Regions from separate parts of the Drosophila melanogaster genome. Here regions 2 and 3 are each linked to region 1. A link is a contact called in public Hi-C and HiChIP or PLAC-seq data. All regions are on one chromosome and are shown on one strand. Each heading gives the region's core, a stretch centred on a gene start, on an enhancer-like site or on the middle of the called end of the contact. The rest is flanking DNA. Distances are from core to core; before and after follow the strand shown.

Region 1 (2,876 bases), core at 195-2,694:
TCACACGAAAAGTTAACGAAATCGTACACTGCGTAGGTTATGAAAAATGTTAATAAATGGTTGTATTTAATAAAAAAAAAACATGTGAAAACAAGCAAACATTTTACTGAAAAATATGACTATTTTGAAATATTGTATCCCAAAGAGCCCAACCCTCCTCAAATCTTATAAATTCGAATGTGTGTGTGTGTGTGTGCTGTTGTGTGTTTTTTTAGTGTACCTTTACGGTCCATAGCATGGATCGATTTATGGCATAAATTTACCCTTACCACCACGGAATTGGGAATTGCATCCCTAATTCCGCATGGAGTCTCGTTCCAAATAGATTTTGGATTTTGTGTTCCCAAAATGAATCAGTGTCCGTTCCGATTTGGGAAGAGCCCGTATTGAAGGCAACTGTGAAAGACATTAAACTGCAGCCGCTGCTCTCATTTGCTTTTGCTTTTTTTTTTCTGATTGGACCTAGGTTTTCTTGCTTTTTCTGCCTTTTTGCTTTCGTCATTGTTATGGTTATTTGCTGTTGCTATTGCCGTTGCGCACAGTTGGGTTAATATTTCGAAAATAAGCCATAATTGTGTGTCTCAGCCACCATTTTGTGGTTTTAGTTGAGTTTGAGTTTGTGCTTGCTTTGGTTATTTCCTTCATTTTTTTTTGTTATTTTTTACATATATTTCTTTTTTACGTTTAATGCTTAGTGCGCCTCGTTTTTTCCGTTGGTTTGGCAGCTAGACGGCCAAAGTGTGAGTTCGGATTGGAGTTCATTCACCGCGCAGTAACTGACGGATGCCAATAAGAATATCCCAGATCCCAGTTGGTCTTGAAGAAAACCCCCAACGTTATTTCGTTTTTTTTTTTTCACAAACTCTTGCTTTAACCCGCACTCACTCACGAATACAACAAAAACAAAAACAACAACAACAACAACAACAAAAAGATACAAAATCATACAGATACACACACTCGCACTAACGTTCGTTCACACACACAACCACTATAAACAATCGGCGGTGGTTGAGATCCCCAAAAACCCCTCCCCCACCGAACCAACGAACCACCACTGTTTTTATGTTTCTCTGTTTTGAGTATTATTAATTTCGCCGTACATCGGTGGTACAATGTGTGTTACAAAGCCAAAAAGCCCGAAAAAAAAATAAATGAAAAACAGTCGAATATTTTGTCGTACTTGATGGTAAAGTAAATATAACACACAGATGCAAAGGCGGTTAGACATACAGGGCCAATATACAGATACTATCCGTATATACGGTGTGATTGTATTTGACTTTATTTAACGACAATTACCTAAACAAACGTGAACAATAGAATAGCGGCGGTACGACGACGCGCACTTAACAACAAAAAGTACTCCGGCGTTCGGGAACGGGAAAACCAAACAAAAAAATAACACGTCCGCTCACCACAAGATTTCAAAGTTGACTGCGACAGCAACGATTTTTTTTGCGGCAAATGGAATCCACAATACGATCCACTTTTAATAACATAGGCTTCTCTTAAAGCGTTGTATTTGTATTCATTGTATCTGCAGCGCTACCGGACTGGCGAGATTTCGTTCTGGCTTAAGTTAAGATTTCCGGCTGACCTGGCCTACACCGAAAGAAACGGGTGAAATTGGCATATATCTTATCATATTAATTGAATCAGAAGATTGTTTTAATTTCGTATATTCTTATGGCTAAAGAAATGTTTTTAAATTAAATGTTTATAACGTAGGATGTATAAATAACAATTTGTTCTTAACAAGCCACTGCAATGGTCCTTGTCGACGAACCAAAAATATACTTGCCAACTTTCAAATAATGGGTATACAAAATTATACAGGAGATTTCTTAACGTGTTGCTTATTTTGGTTCTATTTTTTCAAGTAAGGATATTTTAAGGCGTTGCCACAAGTTCGACCTATGATGTTGCCAGCAGCATGGAATAAGAATGCTGAGAATTCAAATTATGAAATTTATTAAAAGTAAGAAATGAAATTATTTGGCTCTTAAAAAAATAAATTTAAAAGAATGTTTAGTATGTGCTGAATGGAAATAATGGTAATTTAACAAAATATACTGAAAACACGTCAATTTAAAAAATATCACACCTTAAAATCGTTAGCCTTAATATCGGTTTTTTTTGCCATGTGCCTTAAAATAAATTTAGATAACATTTTTTTGTAAAATGTTACATATTCAATTAAGCGTTTCGAACCCATTTGGAACCACTTCTTTTAAGGCTACATGAGACTTTCTACAAATATTGTATTTCCGCAATGTAGGTTTGTTACGGCTAAAACTTATTGTTTAAGCAAAATCAGTGGATATGGCAACGCTCGTAAGAAATTATAGAAATATGTGAAGCGCCATCCAGCGGATAGTGCAAGTTCTGCAAAAGCGCGCGTAGTAGCTATTTTTGGAGACTAAACTACCGCCATCTGTTGGTGTTTATTCAAAACAGACGTAAAAAAGTATGTTACACAAAATAAATTTTTTGTGTAGTTACTATATTTTTAGGGTTGACTAGCGTTGTGCTATTTTTCAGTAATAACAATAAAATAAATAGTGATCGCTAGATAAAGCTAGGGCTAATCAAACTGAAAAACGAAATAAAATTGATTATGTTTATCTGTAGTTTATGCAGACAAATAAGTAAACTAACTACACTATTTCACAATTTGCCTTACAAGTAAAAAATGAAACCAGCAAAATTTACTTGAAATCGGCATAACTAATCGCAATTGTTTGGTTAGTTGTTAGTTGGCTTATGAATTAAGTTTTGAGTTCTTAAAAAATCATTTAATTTTAATCTTAAATCACTATGTATCAATTCCATTACAATTCCAATTCACTAACTTTCAACTATACTTTGGTTGT
Region 2 (2,876 bases), core at 125-2,624, 44 kb after region 1:
TGGCCAAAAACTTTTATGCACTTTGCACTCTCGCTATTGCCAATCGGTCGCTCTCTCGCTCTCGCTCGCACTCGCGGGCGCCAATGCACATGCAGTTGTTGCTATCTCGCTTGCTCACGCCCTGCGACACAAACAAACCAGCAAACGCAACACACATACACACCGAGTCACACACACATACAGTTATACAGATAGAGGGACACCCACACACACAGAGACACCCGCGCACGACGACACACAATCAAAAACCCATTCGGCTACAATCGCCCACCACCACGCCCCCTTTTGCCCACTCTCTCTCGTTCTAATAAAAGACCCCCCCGCCGCACAGCGCCATCCGCCTCCCATTCGTTTGCCTTTCGACCAATGACACTCGACGACAATATTAGCGAGCACACACATACACTTACGCACTCTCGCACTCACACACACACACACACTCGCATACACGCACACGCAAAAAAACGAGTCACAAAAAACGAATTGTCGACGCCGACGCCGGCAGCGCTGCCAGCAGAGATGCTGGGTATGTCCCCAAACGAAGGAGGGCAAAAGAAGGAAAAAAAGCAGAAAAAATATATCAAAGAGAAAAAGGAGCGCGTACATGTGTATATGTAATCCAATCCAAGCAGTGGGCGTGGGTGGGTGTAAAAAACGAAGGCGCAACGCACTTTGTGTGTGTGCAAAAAGCAAGGAAGCCAATCCAAAAGACGCAACGACAAGCGACAAAACGACAAGCGACAAACGACAAACGACGACGGGCGACGTGCGACACTTGGGTGTGGGTGCGAAAGAGATGGCGCGACTCGGCAATTGGAATGCATGTGGAAGAAGAAGCAGCTGGGAGCCGAGGTATAAAAAAAGTAAATAAATAGGAGGCACACGAAGCAGGACATTCGCTGTTATCCTGGAAGACAAACCGAACACCCCCCACCCAACCTTTTTTTTTCTCACACCCACACACACACAAATGTCCTGCGAGGGGCGGAGCACCAATACCAATACCAATTCACTTGAATCCTTTTTTAGTTGTTTTTTGTTATTTCTTTGGTTTTCGTTTTTTTTTTCATGGGTAGCACAGTAAAAACAGTTGTGGAAACAATAAAAAAAAGTACAAAACTTAAAATGTATAAACTAACGGTTTTAGCGACGGCAAAACACAAACGGTTTCTTCGGTTTTTTTGTTTAAATTTATTTTTACGTTTTATTTTAAATTTTTTAGGTTGTTTAAAAAACGGCGACAAGGTTTTTTTGTTACTGCGAACGCTGGTCTACAATTCCGATTCGATTCTTTTCCCAACCGATTCCCGATTACCGATTGCGGTAAATGTGCGGTGCGATGCGATGCGGCAGCGGCAAGTCGACTTCACTGTTTGAAATCACGTCGCCGCCGCTTTTGCTGCTTTTGCCGCTTGGCGCTCTGCTCAAAAAAAAAAAGTACAAGAAAAAAACAAAAACAACAACAACAGCGAGAGCAACGAACGAGTCTGGGAGCCAAACAAAGCACGCACACACACGCAGCGCCTCTATTTACATGTGAATTCTCTGGACACTCGCACACCAACGCACAGGAGCACACACACAAAGCACCTCACACACTCTAACGCGCTGTCCATTCGCTTGTATCGCCGGCTCACTCGCACTCGCGCGGAGAGACCCAAAATGCAAGCAGTCGAAAGCAGTGCTCGCATCTTAAGAGCGGCAAGAGAGCGAAGAGAGTACTTGGGCAGCTCTTTTGAGCGCTAAGAGAGAGTCCTGCGATATGGTTATAATATTTTTGTGTGCTTCCCTATCATTTGGGTACAATTATTTATCAGTTCAAATTATTAATGGGCAATTGGCAGTTTTCCGTGCGAAATGGTTGTTCTGGGACTTCTTTTAGTGGTTTAGATACAGAAATCACATCACGCAAACATAATTCATGTGCTAAAATACATTAACGTACGTTAATCTGTTAAATTTGTTTTGTTTGATGCGCAGAACCATTTAAATTGTTGAATATTTTAAAGTTTTAAATTTTGCTTTCATTTTATTTTATTTTTTTTCAAAATAGAAGTTGAAAAATAGTTGAAGATGTATTCTTTTAATAGATTTTTAAAGACTTTAAAAATTATTGCTACAATATTGCTAAATATGATATATTTTCCTTCTACATTTTAAAATTCGAATTAGTATATAATATATATTAGTATGTATAACTACTACAGAACATTTTTATTTGGACTTAGTATGACTTTTTTTTTTGCCAACATAATAATAACAAAATTGACCAAATAACTTGATTATTGCATGCAAATAAGATGCTTTACCAAATTTCCCAACAAAAAGAAGATTAATTCCCGTTGTAAGATTTTAAGGAGGATAATTTCAAGCTTTTTACTGTCTTCGGTTCAATTTCTAACTTAAATAGCTTAAATGCCTTGTTTCAAATGAACATTTATCTTGCATGCGGAATTTAAAAGGATGGGAAATTACATAGCAATGCTAATTTATGTAAGGCTGCAAATTGGCGAAAAGCCTTGTTATACGCCTTAAAGCTCTTAACTGCAATCCTTTGCGAAACATTGGGGAGCCCCATTTGGGGAATTGAATGCAGAAACCAAATGTCAATTGCATACAAATGGGATAAATTTATACCCCCCCCTATACACACAAATATATAAAGATATATGTATATATACCCATATATACGTGTTCTTGGATTTGTAGACACATTTTGTTTATTGGATGCGAAAGTAAATACGTGAGTGTGTATCCCCATGTAGAAGTTGCACATGGAGCTGTGCCCACAAGATAGGCACTCACAAACACACACACACACACACAGTTGCAGGAAATATATATCAGTGTGTGCTTTTGTGGGGGTGGGGGGGTCA
Region 3 (2,876 bases), core at 151-2,650, 41 kb before region 1:
TGTTTGTTAACCACAACAGTTTTTATCTCATCATTTTCCTCCCAAAGTTGTTCCTGCCGCAATGCCGCATTTCGTTGTTCTGCAAGGCGTTGTCGTTTCTCCAATCGTATCACTTCATGCAACATGACTTCGGCGGCACCACTAACACCATTCGCCATTTGCTCCATAAAATCTTTAGTCAACGTCATATTTAACTTGGATAACACTTTAAAGTTGAATGTCTCCCAATTGGCCAACTTCAGCTGAACACTACTCTTCTTCGGATAATTGAAGAGATCCACCAAGCGCGGATAATCGCGTTTGAATATTTCGGCCAGCGGCAAAACATCGGAAAACTCGCGACGCAATCTTTGAGTGCTAATACTATTTTGTTGCATCCATTTGTTAACTTCCTCTAACTCTTCGCGGCTCAGATTCTTGCCACTCACGATATGCATCCTTGGTGATAATGATATGATATGCAATAGCAAAATCAATTTGTAAATATGGTCTCGGCTTTATTGTTGTGTGGGTATACACATATTAAAATATCCGATGTGTCTGAGTTTGAGTCTGAATCGGCTAAAAGATTCAACTACAGTGAGTGCAAATCCAAAGCATCCTTTGGGTAGGAATCTTAAATATGGGATAGTACGGTAAAAGCTATTATATTGGGGCATTATTAATACCCCTTTTATTCTTATTTTGAGTCTTGGAAAATTCCCATTCAAAGTCTTCTATGCTTTCGTATTTATAAGTTTCTGTATGATTTGTTTGCCGACAACACCGTAGATTCAATCCCTACTTTTTGGCCTACACTGCACTGGAGTATAATACTTTTCAGTATACACGTATTATTGTATCTTATAATTTAGATCATCAGTTATCTGTTATACTACTTACCGATGTTATACTAATACAATTAATGTATAACAGCAAATCGCGTTCAAGAACACAAGTTTGCTATTTGTAAGCACTGTAAAATGTAATGTAGAAAAGTTTATGTAAAGTATATTACGATTTAAATGCGATTTACTTGTATAGCTTATAGTTAAAAAATTCTACCATGTTAATTATATTCATATCAAATAAAAAGAAATTAAGATAAAAAAAACCTTTGTTGATTGGTATTTAAAATAATTAACTACTGAAAAATCGATTCATTCACTTAGGAACCAACTTTCGCTACCAGCTCATGAATTTCCCAACTTCAATAAAATCCCTGGTGAAAGCTTTGGGACAGACCTTTCTTTCCCCAACTAGGGGAGATGTCCCGAGCAGTGTTGAGTATCCGTATGGACTCAACAGAAATCCCCTTTGAGTGACTCACTCACTGGATTCGAGTGTGCAGACAAGCTTTCGCTCATTTGTGTTCGGCTTTTCATTTGAACGCTTGGAATGGAGTCCAAAGTTTTTGCCAACGACAGTTCATTACGGTTTTCAAGGATAAGCGATACCTACGTGCTCGCCGGATAGAGCGCATGTGAATATAACGCACCAAAGTACATCTGCGTATTTCCTACCGTCTTTATAACATAGTTTGAGTAAATTATCTTTTTTTCAGTGTGTACACAAATGTGTTAATAATAAAATCAAGTATAAACTTCTGTATGCCTGGATAAAGTAATATTTTTTTGTGCATTTTTTTTGTTGTTGTTGTTGCTAACTCAATGTGCCAGTGTATTTTTTTTGTACAAATGTGACTTGTGCCAACAGAGCAAGGGATTTACTAATCGCCGCAATTCCAATCAGGTATCTTGAATGGTAGACAACACAACACATCGCTGCACATGGTAAGTGAAATAGGGATAGAAAAAACGGCTGTCAAACTGCATGAATATTTAAGGGACCAATTAACTGCTGAGCTTAATCAAAAATTCCAGTAAAAAGTTAATCAAATAATATAAATAATTTAATTTAATATAAATTTGTGAAGTTCCAACTAGTATTCGAAAAATGAGACTATTACGTTTCGTTAGCTTTTTATAAATGAATGAATCCGCCATGGGCAAAAAAAAAAATATTAATCTTGCTGCCACAGATATATCATTTTCGATGGGTGTATAGACAGGAAGCTTAGATTATGGTAGAGGAGACGAACTCAAAACGAAATAAGAAAAAATGCCGCTGGCAAGTGTCCCAAAAAGCAAATTCCACGCTACTCACTGGTCTGCTACCAAATATATTGAATCGTTTTTTTATAATTGACAAAATATAATATCCACCGCAAAACAAATTCATTTTTCAACACCTTTAAGTTCGTTTTTGTTTCACAATAATATTTTGTTTTACGTTATTTTAAATTCCAAATTCCACAAGCCAAACACATATGCGCTTTTCATGGCCAGCAATTTTAAAAAGCTTAAAAATTTTAAAAATTATTCATACTTCATACTAAAACCGGGTCGTGTCGCACGGCGCATTTTTTCGTTATTGTATTTGTTTTGTTTTGCATGCCTTGAGCCAAGAATTAATAGTCAGTCCTCCTCCATTATTTGAATAGTTCAGTCCCATGGGCCTAGAGATGCGCTGATCAAACCATTGTTCGAGAGCCTTTAACGTCCCCCTCATAACCTTCTAAGCAAAATCTATAGCCTGCCCCATTAAACTGGGTCACACAGATTCACAATATCTTCAATTTTTACTGCGCTTTAATAAAAATGAACATAGAGTATCAGGCTTTAAGATGTTTTGGTTAGTTTATTGGGCTTATACATAAGTGCTTTTTTGTTATCCATCGGCCACTTGGCAAAACCAACACAAGAAAAGAAATAAAAAAATAGTAGTGACATAAAAATGTGAGAGCAGATTTTTGTACATATAAATGTATCAAGTGTTGTGTCCCGAAGCTCAAGCATTAGGTCACTTTTTCCCAAACTTTTAAATGACTAACATAA

Evidence for each region. Hi-C and Micro-C count contacts between places; a contact is called where the count stands out from the background. HiChIP or PLAC-seq counts read pairs in DNA pulled down with a chosen protein or histone mark.
Region 2: a contact with region 1 is called in a CP190 HiChIP or PLAC-seq map of the Kc167 cell line, with 2.4 times the contacts expected there. The contact joins the promoter of disco-r here to the promoter of CG42354 in region 1. A contact is called at or near these places in 48 of 107 Hi-C or Micro-C datasets (the D17-c3 cell line, the Kc167 cell line, the ML-DmBG3-c2 cell line and 20 more) and 2 of 6 datasets of contacts at active chromatin or transcription factors (both in the Kc167 cell line).
Region 3: a contact with region 1 is called in a Hi-C map of the Kc167 cell line, with 2.5 times the contacts expected there. The contact joins the promoter of dpr18 here to the promoter of CG42354 in region 1. A contact is called at or near these places in 7 of 107 Hi-C or Micro-C datasets (the Kc167 cell line, the OSC cell line, the S2 cell line and 1 more) and 2 of 6 datasets of contacts at active chromatin or transcription factors (both in the Kc167 cell line).

Annotation. Positions count from the first base shown.
Region 1 is chrX:16,103,502-16,106,377 of dm6, forward strand. CG42354 reads right to left here and starts at 1,445. Exons shown (of 6, transcript NM_001144730.3): 1 at 1,303-1,445. CG42353 reads right to left here and starts at 1,445. Exons shown (of 5, transcript NM_167485.4): 1 at 1,303-1,445.
Region 2 is chrX:16,147,603-16,150,478 of dm6, forward strand. It overlaps disco-r (disco-related), which reads right to left and starts at 1,375. Exons shown (of 4, transcript NM_001272670.2): 1 at 1-1,375.
Region 3 is chrX:16,062,338-16,065,213 of dm6, forward strand. It overlaps dpr18 (defective proboscis extension response 18), which reads left to right and starts at 1,401. Exons shown (of 9, transcript NM_132874.2): 1 at 1,401-1,481; 2 at 1,544-1,772. It overlaps CG12395, which reads right to left and starts at 561. Exons shown (of 1, transcript NM_132873.3): 1 at 1-561. The coding sequence starts at 437.